Regions from separate parts of the Gasterosteus aculeatus genome. Here region 1 is linked to region 2. The links are chromatin contacts, called in public Hi-C maps. All regions are on one chromosome and are shown on one strand. The core of a region is the stretch at or near the end of the contact, and the rest is flanking DNA. Distances in the headings are between cores, read along the strand shown.

Region 1 (5,064 bases), core at 493-2,992, 180 kb before region 2:
CTTCAGGACATTCCTGCGCTCAACGTCGACACCTGCACTTCAGCAACGGTGTGAACTTGTGAGGAACACGCCACGTTTGGACCTGAAAGTGCTCCGACACGGTCGTACATCGGGTCTCGGAGCTCGGGACAACTCGGGCCGTGTTCCCCGTCTCTCTTACGGGAGCCGTGCAGCTGCTGGTGCTCGCTGAGCTGGACGGAGCGAAGGAGGCGCAGAGGAGAAGGCCGGGGCCTGCTTCAATGATTTATGTGTTTCAGAGGCCACCTCGGGACAGGGGGCTGTTTTTAAAGAAGCGCTTCAAAGAGTCTCTACAAATCGACTCTTGTACAGGATCCTATTAAAAATAGAAAAAGCGGTCGCACAAAAACAGCGCGCTTCGGGCCGAGGGGCCTCCGGAGCCTTGAGCCGGGGTTATTAATCAGCGCGGTGCCTCTCGAGAAGATGCTCTCTCAGACAGCGAATTACGAAGCGTGAATTCGAGGCCGGAATGTCATTTTTTTTCCAGATGGTTAATCTCCATCCGAGAGCGGCTGTGACAAGCAAAACCTTTCAGTTGGACATCGGCAGCTGAGTGTGTGAGGAGGGAGGTGGACAATGGAGCATTCCAAAGGAGGAGACTGCGTATGACAATGTGGCAATGTGACCGAACAGTACTGTTTATCTATATACAGTATGTACATATATCAAACATGTACTCATCAGACGCTCTATGGGCCCTTTACGAAGACGTTTTCAGAAGGAATGCACAGATCATTCTGTTTTACCTCCAGGCTCTATTAGCCAATAAGTCGGTGGGGGTCGGATGTATCTCCATCCCGCCACTGAGCTGCTGCCACTGTGAACCGACCCGGCGACCCAAGATAAAGTTTGCTTGCACACTCGACCTGAAAGCAGGCAGAAACCGTTTTAGGACATCCGAGTGAAATGAGACAGATACCGCTCATGGCATGTAACATGCCGACACACGCGCCTCCTGCAAACATTTAATGGCGGATGGAAGCCGCGAGCGTTTTACTGTCCACTTACAGGGAAACCTTCTCTGCTGCCCCCCCCCCATCCCAGTCCAGGCTCTCCATAATAGGGGAGTTAAAAGGCCGCGCTTCAGCGGACACCATCATACCTCCTCCTCCTCCTCACCACACACACACACGCACACGCACACGCACACACACACACACACACACACCGGTCCGTCACTCGGCTCCTCAGTTAAACTGGGCATCACCTTTGAAAAAGTAACCCGTGTTCCGACATCATTTGACTTTCACGCAATGAAACTTTAATGAACGCACGCCCCTGTACAGCGTGCGTGTGCGCGTGTGTGTGCGTAGTGGTCCCTCGCGCTCACGTTGACGTTAACTGGAGCACGAGGAGGAGCGGACACACGCGTCCCAGCTGGTCCTCCCTGCGTCTCGCTCACCGTACGGAACGTGCGATCGCGTTTCTTCCACCGGCCTCTAGATGGCAGTCGAGGAGCACGTTTGGCGCCGATCCGCTCGGGCTCCAGCGGCCTCTGGCCGGGGCTGGTCGGTGAGCTCGGCACGCCGGTGTAATCCATCCTATAGCTTTGTAAATGGAGGTTAAATTGATAAGGACATCCAGGCCTCAGTCAATCCCCGACCTTTTGTTAAGTGCATGGGCACAAAAAGGAGGCGTGTCGCCGTGCAGGATTTATTAAAGCTGGGCCTTTTTCTCTCTTACGGACCTGTCACGCATTATGCTAAACTGATGTGGTGCAATGCATAGTTCAACAGTATGTGTATATGAAGCTGTAAAGGGCATAAAGGATATTATTTGCAGATAAAATCTCTATTTGGCTGAAAATGTCATATTTTTCACATTTACGACAAATGGCCTCATTAGGTCCAACTGTGATACAATGAGGATTATTCCCTCCGAAATATGCAGGACACCAGTTAGCCGTTATGTAACAATATTATTTCAGATTACTTCTCAGTGGGCCTCTCTTCGGTTTACAATTAAAAAGAGCACCTATTTATTTGATTTATGTGTGTAAAATATATTACATCCATCCATCCGTCTCTGTAAGTCTAGAACACAAAAGGCCTTTGGTGTGATTGGCGTTGTTGGTTGTCCCGGACCCTTTCTGGACGGATTGTGGTTCTCTCCTGAAATCCAAACGGTCACCGATGGAAAGAGGAGTGTGTTTGTGGGAGCGGAACCGGGTGTCCGTGTCCAGCTTCAGACAGCAGCTCCAGCTGACAGACAATAACCTCCAGCACCAGTGCACGGAACAATCCCCAATTCATGGAAGGAAAGGGGGGAGTCAAGGGGGGAGGAGGGATGGGGGGGTCACCAGAGTGCACCAAGTCCGAGAGAGAAAAGGATGCACTTCTGATTTTGTTTCTTAAGGGCGAAAGTTACTTGTTTTCAGACTTATACGTCTTCTTTTTAAAAAGAAAAATACATTCTATTCATTTGTTCACCTCATACCAATAAACGATTTGTTATTGTGTTTGTTTGTTAATTATATTCTTCAACCACAACACAGATTGAAACGGGGGTTCCGCGTCTGGGGAGTGTGGGGGGGGGGGGGGGGGGGGGGGGTCATAGTAATTATTTATTGTAGCTTAATTCTGAGGACAAACTCCCACACCCTTCGCTTTTATGTTCTGGCACATGGTGTGTAACGTCTGCGTGTTTGCGCTGCGGTTCTCAGTGCACACATCAGTGCTGTACTGTGCCGTGCCATGCTAAGGAGGCCTGAGAACGGCGGCAGAAAGCACAGGTGCTGCGGCTCTATTTAAGCTGCTCAGCCCCTCTGTCCACTCGGTGTGCACAAGGCGAGAGATCACAGCCTGCACCAAGCGCGCCCCCCCACCCCCCACCCAACACACACACACACACACAACCTCCATATGTGCTGCCCGGGTAAGGCTATACGCGTGCACGTGTGCGCGCTCGAGAGAGGGGGGGGGGGGGGGGTCATGATCGCTTGAGTAAGCCAGAGTTGGGTTGCTTTCATGTTATGCTTGTTTTAAAAAGATGAGGCTTGTGCAATGGCAGTCCACACTAATAAGCATTAGACTGAAGTATTTCTTGACACCCCTCCCAACACACACACACACACACACACACACACACACACACACTCACCTCCCAACCTGACAGAGAGACAGTGATATGATATAGGAAACCCATACACTACTGATCCTGTATCTTTGCCCCCCGAAATTACGATTTAAAGACATATTTCAAACGCTTCTTTGTGTCAGCGTGTGTGTGTGGGTGTGTGTGTGTGTGTGTGTTGGGAGGGAGCGGAAGGGGGAGGGGGGGTGATCAGTTGACGACAGGCAGCAGGTGCATGGCGAATGCGTGGGTAAAAACGCGCAAAATACGCACACGATCAGAATGGAAATGGCTAAATGTCACACCTCCCGAAACGTTTCGACAGGCTGACCCGATCCACGCGTCACTATCTGCATAAGGTAAGTTGATAGAGTTGAATGGTGTGTCTTCCGGCTCTTGCCCCTTTAATATAACGGAAACCAAATCCTCTCAAATGGTTCTTTATTGTGAATGAAGTCAGGAGGAACGCTGCAGCCCCGCGTCTTACCTTGGAGGGGGGGAGCAGAAAGTTTAGTCCAAAGGCCCCCCCGCTCATTCCCGCAGCGACATCCGTAGGAGAAGCGGTGTTCTTTGGGTGCTGCATGAATACACACCAATGGGAAAGTTGTGTTCAGTTAACCGGTGAAATCCGAGGAAAAACAGGGCAGCGCGAGTATTTCTCACCGGCGTGTGTGTTTAATCTCAGAGCATTTACGTGTGATCTCAGATCTCAGATCTCTTAAACTTTAAATCACTTTGACTGCAAACAAACCGTCCGTACGTTTGACGAATAAAAGCCAAACAAGTTCAGGAAGCGAAGAGGAGGGAAACACATCGCGGGTCTCCGTTGTTGCCGCACTCGTCTCACATTGTCGTTTACTCCCGTGAACGTATCACACACACAGATTACTCCTCGCTAACTTCCTTTGTCTCGTGATCCATATTTGAGTTGACAGATCACGAACAAGAGCCCCCCCCCCCCCGCCGTTAGTGACCCCAGCCGGCCGCAGATAGACTCACTTCCAGCACTTTGTGCTGCTGCTGCTGCTGCTGCTGCGGCCCGCGCACACGTACACGGCGAGTACCGTCATGCACTTTGTTTAAACACGTGATATATAATACACGCGGATCTCCACGTGTCTCTGGCGCCGTATCCCAACGCGTCTAATTCCTAGAAACATCGTTTTGTTGGTGCATGTATGGGAATCCACCAAACGACTGGACTATTTGAAGATAATGGGCCTTTGCAGGGTGCAAAAGGTTCAATCTTTTGCTGACTTATTATTTCTTTTTACACGTCGTTTCAAACCGACACTTCGCTTTTGTATTAATGTTTCTCTCTCTCAGCATGTTGAGTTTCCACAGCACTTTGGGATCATGGACGCATTTCGCGCAAATGAAGCCCATTCATGACTTGTTTGGTATTCATGAGTTCCTATCCGTGCATCCATCTTTTAAATACAGCTCTAATCCTCGTGTCCTCCTTTGCCGATGAAAAAAAAAAAGCTCTTCAGTTTACGACTAATTTAATCTCAATCATGGTCGGGACTTGTCGCTGCCAATAAAACTTGGTGGAGTGCGTAAATGGAGAGGCGAGGGGGGGGGTTGCATGTGAGGGCGATAAGGGTCTGGTGGTGCGGCGGTGCCATGGCCCCTCGGTGCTCTTGATAGGGGCCTATCTGTCTCCGGCAGGTCGATTTAAGACCCGCGATGGGTTTAAAATATGATACAGATTTACCTCATTTGCAGTGGGCCGCCGACGAGTGCGGCGGCTTGTTTGGGCTTGGCGGGGAGCTGAGCTTCTCGTTTGTATGCGCCTCGGTTATTTCAGGATCACGGGCCCATTGAGTCGCAGGGCCGAGGCTTTTGACACACTTGTTTTTGTGTTTTGATTGCTATCTGTCAAAGGGAGATGGCTTAAGCGCACATTTCATCCTGTGGAGAAGGATATTATTATGGAAGGTAAAAAAAACAAAAACTTAATCCATAGATCCA
Region 2 (5,248 bases), core at 2,615-5,114:
AGCACGGCCGGATGTGCGTTTGTGTGTAACAGCTGGACAACAGAAAACCGCTGTGTCGCTCGCACAGCAGCTGAAAGAGCAGGCGACAAAGGAGATGAATGAGTGTTTAATATGCTTCCATCAATAACCGATGCACTGATTGTCTCACTGACAGATGTTGCAGAGCACTCAACTTTTAAAACATTGTAAGAAACTCCAAACAGTACTTTTTGTTTACAGTACTTTGGTCCTGCAAAAATAATATAATATATCCCCTAGGTTTACAGCTTTTTACAGGGGCGGGGGGGGGGGGGGGGGGGGGGGGGGGGGGGGGCTGGAGTCTGGTGTCTCTATGGTTTCCCAACTTGGAGTGGCAGCTGAGTAGTTGCCATAGCAACATAAGCAATGGCGATCGGTGGCTGCAGCATGCAACAAGAGAAGTGTACAAACAGACCACTCTGGGTGTGTGTATCTTCATGGGGCCCATTTATGTAACACACACACACACACACACACACACACACAGGGGTTAGCTCTCCCTCTCAACTCGGGCGGTTTTCAGTGAACTGGCTCTGATTTACTGACACTTCGCTGTTGTTTCTTTCGCTCCGGCTTGTTCGGTTTGAGAGTCGAGGTAGGAAGCTGGCCGAGAGGCGAGCGAGCGGCCCGGAGGTCTCAGAATCCAGACAAGCAGGGGCAGCTTTAACTCGCTAACTCAATTTAACAGTCAGCTGCTGATGGGATCCACGCAGGGCCAGATTAGCCTGTCAAACACACACACTACACACAGGCGCGCGAACTGCCACGGACAAAATAGGTCTGGCTGTCTCTCTCTCTGCTTCTACTAGCAGTTGGGACTGGGTATTGTTTATAAAGTCATGGTACCAATATCAGTGGCCTGAAAGTGAGTCAAAGATACCTCATTCGGCTTTATTCGGCTCGGTTGAATAGATAGTATTTGTTTTTGTACAGCCGTGGTGGGGCTGTACTTTAGAACAGTTTGCTGGTGTCATTCCTCGTCTATCTATGGGTCACCTTGTGAACAGGCCGGTGGGGGACGTAGACCCAGCATAGCGCTGCAGAGGGTGATACATAGGGTGATAGAGATAAAGAGCAATAGTCCAAACACGCGTGACTGTTTTTCACCCGGTTCCCAAATAAAAAAAAATCCAATACCAAATGACGTTGGTGCCAAATAAACTATTTCCTTCCACACCCTTAAATATCGGGGGGGGGGGGGGGGGGGCTGATTTGTTCCCCGACCAGCGCTGTGTTTAAAAAACATTGACTATGTATTACTGTTGCCTGTATATCTGGGGCGAATTGTTCTACCTGATGCAGTGGACTGAAATCATGCCACAAATATTGGTTTCATGATCTGACAAACTTTATCATCCTATTGAAAATAACCATGTGGTGGCAAACAGCAAATGAGCAAATAAGTGAATGATTTCAAAAAACACACACCACCCAGGTAGGACTCTTTGGCGGATCGCGATCATATTCAAACTGAGGGAATGCATGTTATTACAAAGTGGGTTGTTCGCCCCTAAACACTGAATATTTCTCTGATTCAGATTAATATCTTGAACTGATACTAAGCACAGACACTTCCAGTAATATGTTGACCAAACAACTGCTGTAAATCAGTAAGTCACAATAAGGACTTCATCGAAGGCTTTGCTTAGACCCGTTAGGCCATGTCAGGTCAGGTCACATTTGAAAGAGGGGAGAAGAAAAAAATCTGAGTATCTGGAAATGCCCTGTTATGATAAAAGGTGTATCTAAAATGGAATCGGGCTAGAAGGACTTTTCAGTCCCCTCTTTGATGACTCCTCTTTAAAGTCGCACCAGAAGACAAACTCCAGTAACAAGTGCTCTCTGAACACACAGCCCAAAGTCATCTTCAGCGCTGTGGCGTCGGGGACCACAGGAGTCTGTCATAGAGGAAGTGTGTCATAGTTTACTACAATGTCAGTGGTTTCTCTGTAGCAAGAAGACGTGTGCAAGTACCTGCTCTCTCTACAGACACACGGACGGCCTTTCATTCGACTCGGAGTGTGAACGAATGGCATCTGATGCATTTGCTCAAGATTTAACATGTACACACTGCTTTCTTCTGCATGCAATATGCGAATATTACAACAGACAAACAAAATGTCCGAAGCCTCGGAAAATCTGGTCCCAATCACAGTGTTTTTACAGTCTGACATCACAGATAAGAGTCAAACATCATGCGTGTTTATCTTAGATACCAAATGTCCTTATGGGGGGTGAATGACCCTTCGGAGGGGGGAGGGTGATCATAAAGTGAACAGGACAACAGAAAAGGTGATATTGCCTTCTCATGTCACCTTAAAAACGTGTGGATTAAAACATATAGCTAGATCTGTATTTATGCCGTCTACCTCTAATATAGAAAATGAATCAGCCACTCAGCTCTTTTTTCGTCCCCGACACATGCACACATCACAACCCACCCATCTGCACCGCTTGGCACTGTACCAATTCATCTTTGAGTTATTTCAAGCTGGTTAATTAACACCGTCTGCATCCTAAGCGAGTGGATCTACACACGACCCGAGTTGTATGGATAAATGTCTCTGGCCGAGCCATTGGGAGTCCCGGACTAAAACAGCAGGACTAGTGCAAGAGTTCACATCGAGGTGCCAACACAAACATGCCACTGAGGATGCTGCCATTTCTGCAACACAAACCGAGCACACAACCCAATAAAACGATCCACAACCGAGCAAGTTATTGAGTGAATTCCTGCACTGGTGTTTCACCGGGAATACACATGATGGGAATACACAGCATGTGGTAAACTTCAGCTTTTAGTCAGAAGCTTTACTGTGCACATTGACAGTAAATTAATATCCATGTGAGCGTTTCAGAATTTAGGGATGAGATGGTGTAAAATCAATTGTGCTCTTGGTCCTTATCTGTATCAAGAAGCACCTCAATTCCTTTCAATGGGGCAACTTGAAACAAAAAAAGGCAGTTATTCACCACTGGGCCATTTCTAAATGATGAAAACAGTGACGTCTTCAGTCGCAATCGCGAAGATGTTATCATAACACTGAGATATAAGTGGTTTACGAAACGTGGCGCATTTACAAAAATAAGCCGGTTTGACATTTAAACCACTTGATGATGCATTTGCCAATAGCGAAGCGAAATCGCAAGCAACAATGAACGTCAATCACTTCACGAAATAGGACCCCGGCGTCTTAATCACTTAATCATGGCTGATAAATCACAATCGCCACGATGATTCATCACGATAACATAACAGTTAACCTTGTATCTCACTGAACCAACGCGTTGGTTGACAGTCCGTGGCCCCCAGCCGAAAAGGAGGCTACTTGTTATGCTAACCAGCTAGCGAAGTTCCCAGTTGTCAAAGTGCCCGGACGCTAGCGGGTTACTAGCCAATGTTAGTAGGAGACGTTAACTAGAGACGTTACTTACTTCGTAGGGAAATAACTACGTACTAGTCCTTCTTGTTGTTGTGGCTTCAGTGGCGCGTGTGTTTACCCGGGCTTCTTATCAAAGGCTCATCTCTCGTTAATGTTAGCCACTTTCTCTTCTCGGCCCCCCGGTTCCTCAGCTAGCTTTGATCAAGCTAGCCAGCATATCACACGATCAGTTCTGCTTTCAGCATGTCTCTGCATCGGAACAACGCCTTTATATACATGTTTGGCACAGTAAACACGGGGAACCTCAAATAAATAACCGCTACGTAGGCTGCTGGTTGAAATGGAAATAAAACACTCGTTTCGGCAGGATATGTCTATGGTTTGAACGGCTAGCTAATTTTGGCTAAAGCTAAATGTATGAGGCAGATGACGTTCTTTTTCAACATGCAGTTAGGAGGTGTGGCAATCGTTTCGCTCTCTTCTGTGATTGGACGAAAGCTGATTCAAAGTTGAGACACGATTGGTCAAGAAATGAGTCAGTCAGACATGTGTAAACCCGAGCTGTATAAACATGGAGTCGCGCTAACAGAAGTTCAAAACGCTCGATTGTTACGTAAACTTCGGCTTCAGTTGAAGGTCTCAAACCAGTAACCCTAAGGGAAGATTTTTTACTTGTGAGAGGCTGGGCTTGACGTGTCCTTAAATTAGTTAGGCATGAAGGCATAATTACAATAAATTATCTGTGAATCCATTAAAACACCATGAAACGACCAGGCGGCCGCCTCTGTTTCTAAAAAGTGAAGCCAACAAGAAGTGCCTTTAACTAGGATTCTAGCATATGAGAAAATTAACCTAGGTTAACTTGGTTAATTACCTCAGTTATTACCTGTAATCCTTTCAAAGTGTGTTTCAAGTTAATTTAATTAATTAATTATAACCTTTTTGTTTACCTAAAATGTCTCACTCAGCATTGAGCTGAAAGTATGAGTGCATCCAGAGCTGCTAGCATCGCAGTAGCCTTGTTTTTCACTAAGCTTAATAAAGCTGTCCGTTTGAAAGCACAAAAAATCTACAAAATTATGATGATGGCTATAAAAATGTCTTAATTAGGTCATGTTCTGCTGGCGCCATTTGGACTAATTTTTTGGTATTTCAAATATCTGAAGCTCTGGGAGTTAAATATGTTTTGTTTAGATGTACCATGTCTCTATAAATGTGAGCCTTAATGTATCCTGCTCAGCCAGATATTCTAAATAATCTCTCAGCAAGGGGGCAGGCCTACTGAAGTTTTAGTTTGACCCAAAATAATATTTAGGCTAATATTTTTAATGGAATCATTAACCCAATTAGAAGTCTTCAGCAATCTGTACGGTACAAGAGGCATAAACTATTGGCTTTGCAAACCTCCTGGGAAAGATTATAAAGGTTACAAAAAGGTGTGCAAAGCAAGAGTGCATTATATTCACAGTACATTGCTTTATAATTCTTGCTTCTCTAAGGTCTCTGTAGACTTCACTGATAATGAATTGTTCATTCTTGGCTTCAGTCCCGGGCAACAGTACTGTGACTGCAGCTTGTCCACTGCATTAAATGCAGGTGTCCTATAGTTTTTAAACAGACTCTCGTGTACCCTTTTTTTCTACATATTGACACCTCAGCATATGCATATTCATGTGTTCATGATGATGGATTCATTTACTGATGGGTTAACCACTCCTTCACCAGGCCCTTGTTTATTTTGCCTCTTACATTATATAAATGGGGAGAAACACACACAATTTGTGTTGAAGGGGACTGCATGCTGTAATGTTGAATTGCATTGTTATCAGCTGCTTAACATAGAAAAG

Evidence for each region. A called contact is a pair of places that touch in the nucleus more often than the background predicts.
Region 1: a Hi-C map of skeletal muscle shows a contact between it and region 2, with 8 times the contacts expected there. The contact joins the enhancer-like site here to the promoter of ppm1ba in region 2. A contact is called at or near these places in 2 of 6 Hi-C or Micro-C datasets (both in skeletal muscle).

The regions. Positions count from the first base shown.
Region 1 is chr6:16,393,714-16,398,777 of fGasAcu3.hap1.1, reverse strand. No RefSeq gene overlaps it. Among protein-coding and RNA genes, the nearest start is that of six3a, 8.2 kb to the right of the region's middle. Within about 2 kb of position 1,742, at least 3 of the 9 cell types and tissues checked have open chromatin away from gene starts, as enhancers often do.
Region 2 is chr6:16,220,525-16,225,772 of fGasAcu3.hap1.1, reverse strand. ppm1ba (protein phosphatase, Mg2+/Mn2+ dependent, 1Ba) reads right to left here and starts at 3,864. Exons shown (of 6, transcript XM_040179115.2): 1 at 3,454-3,864.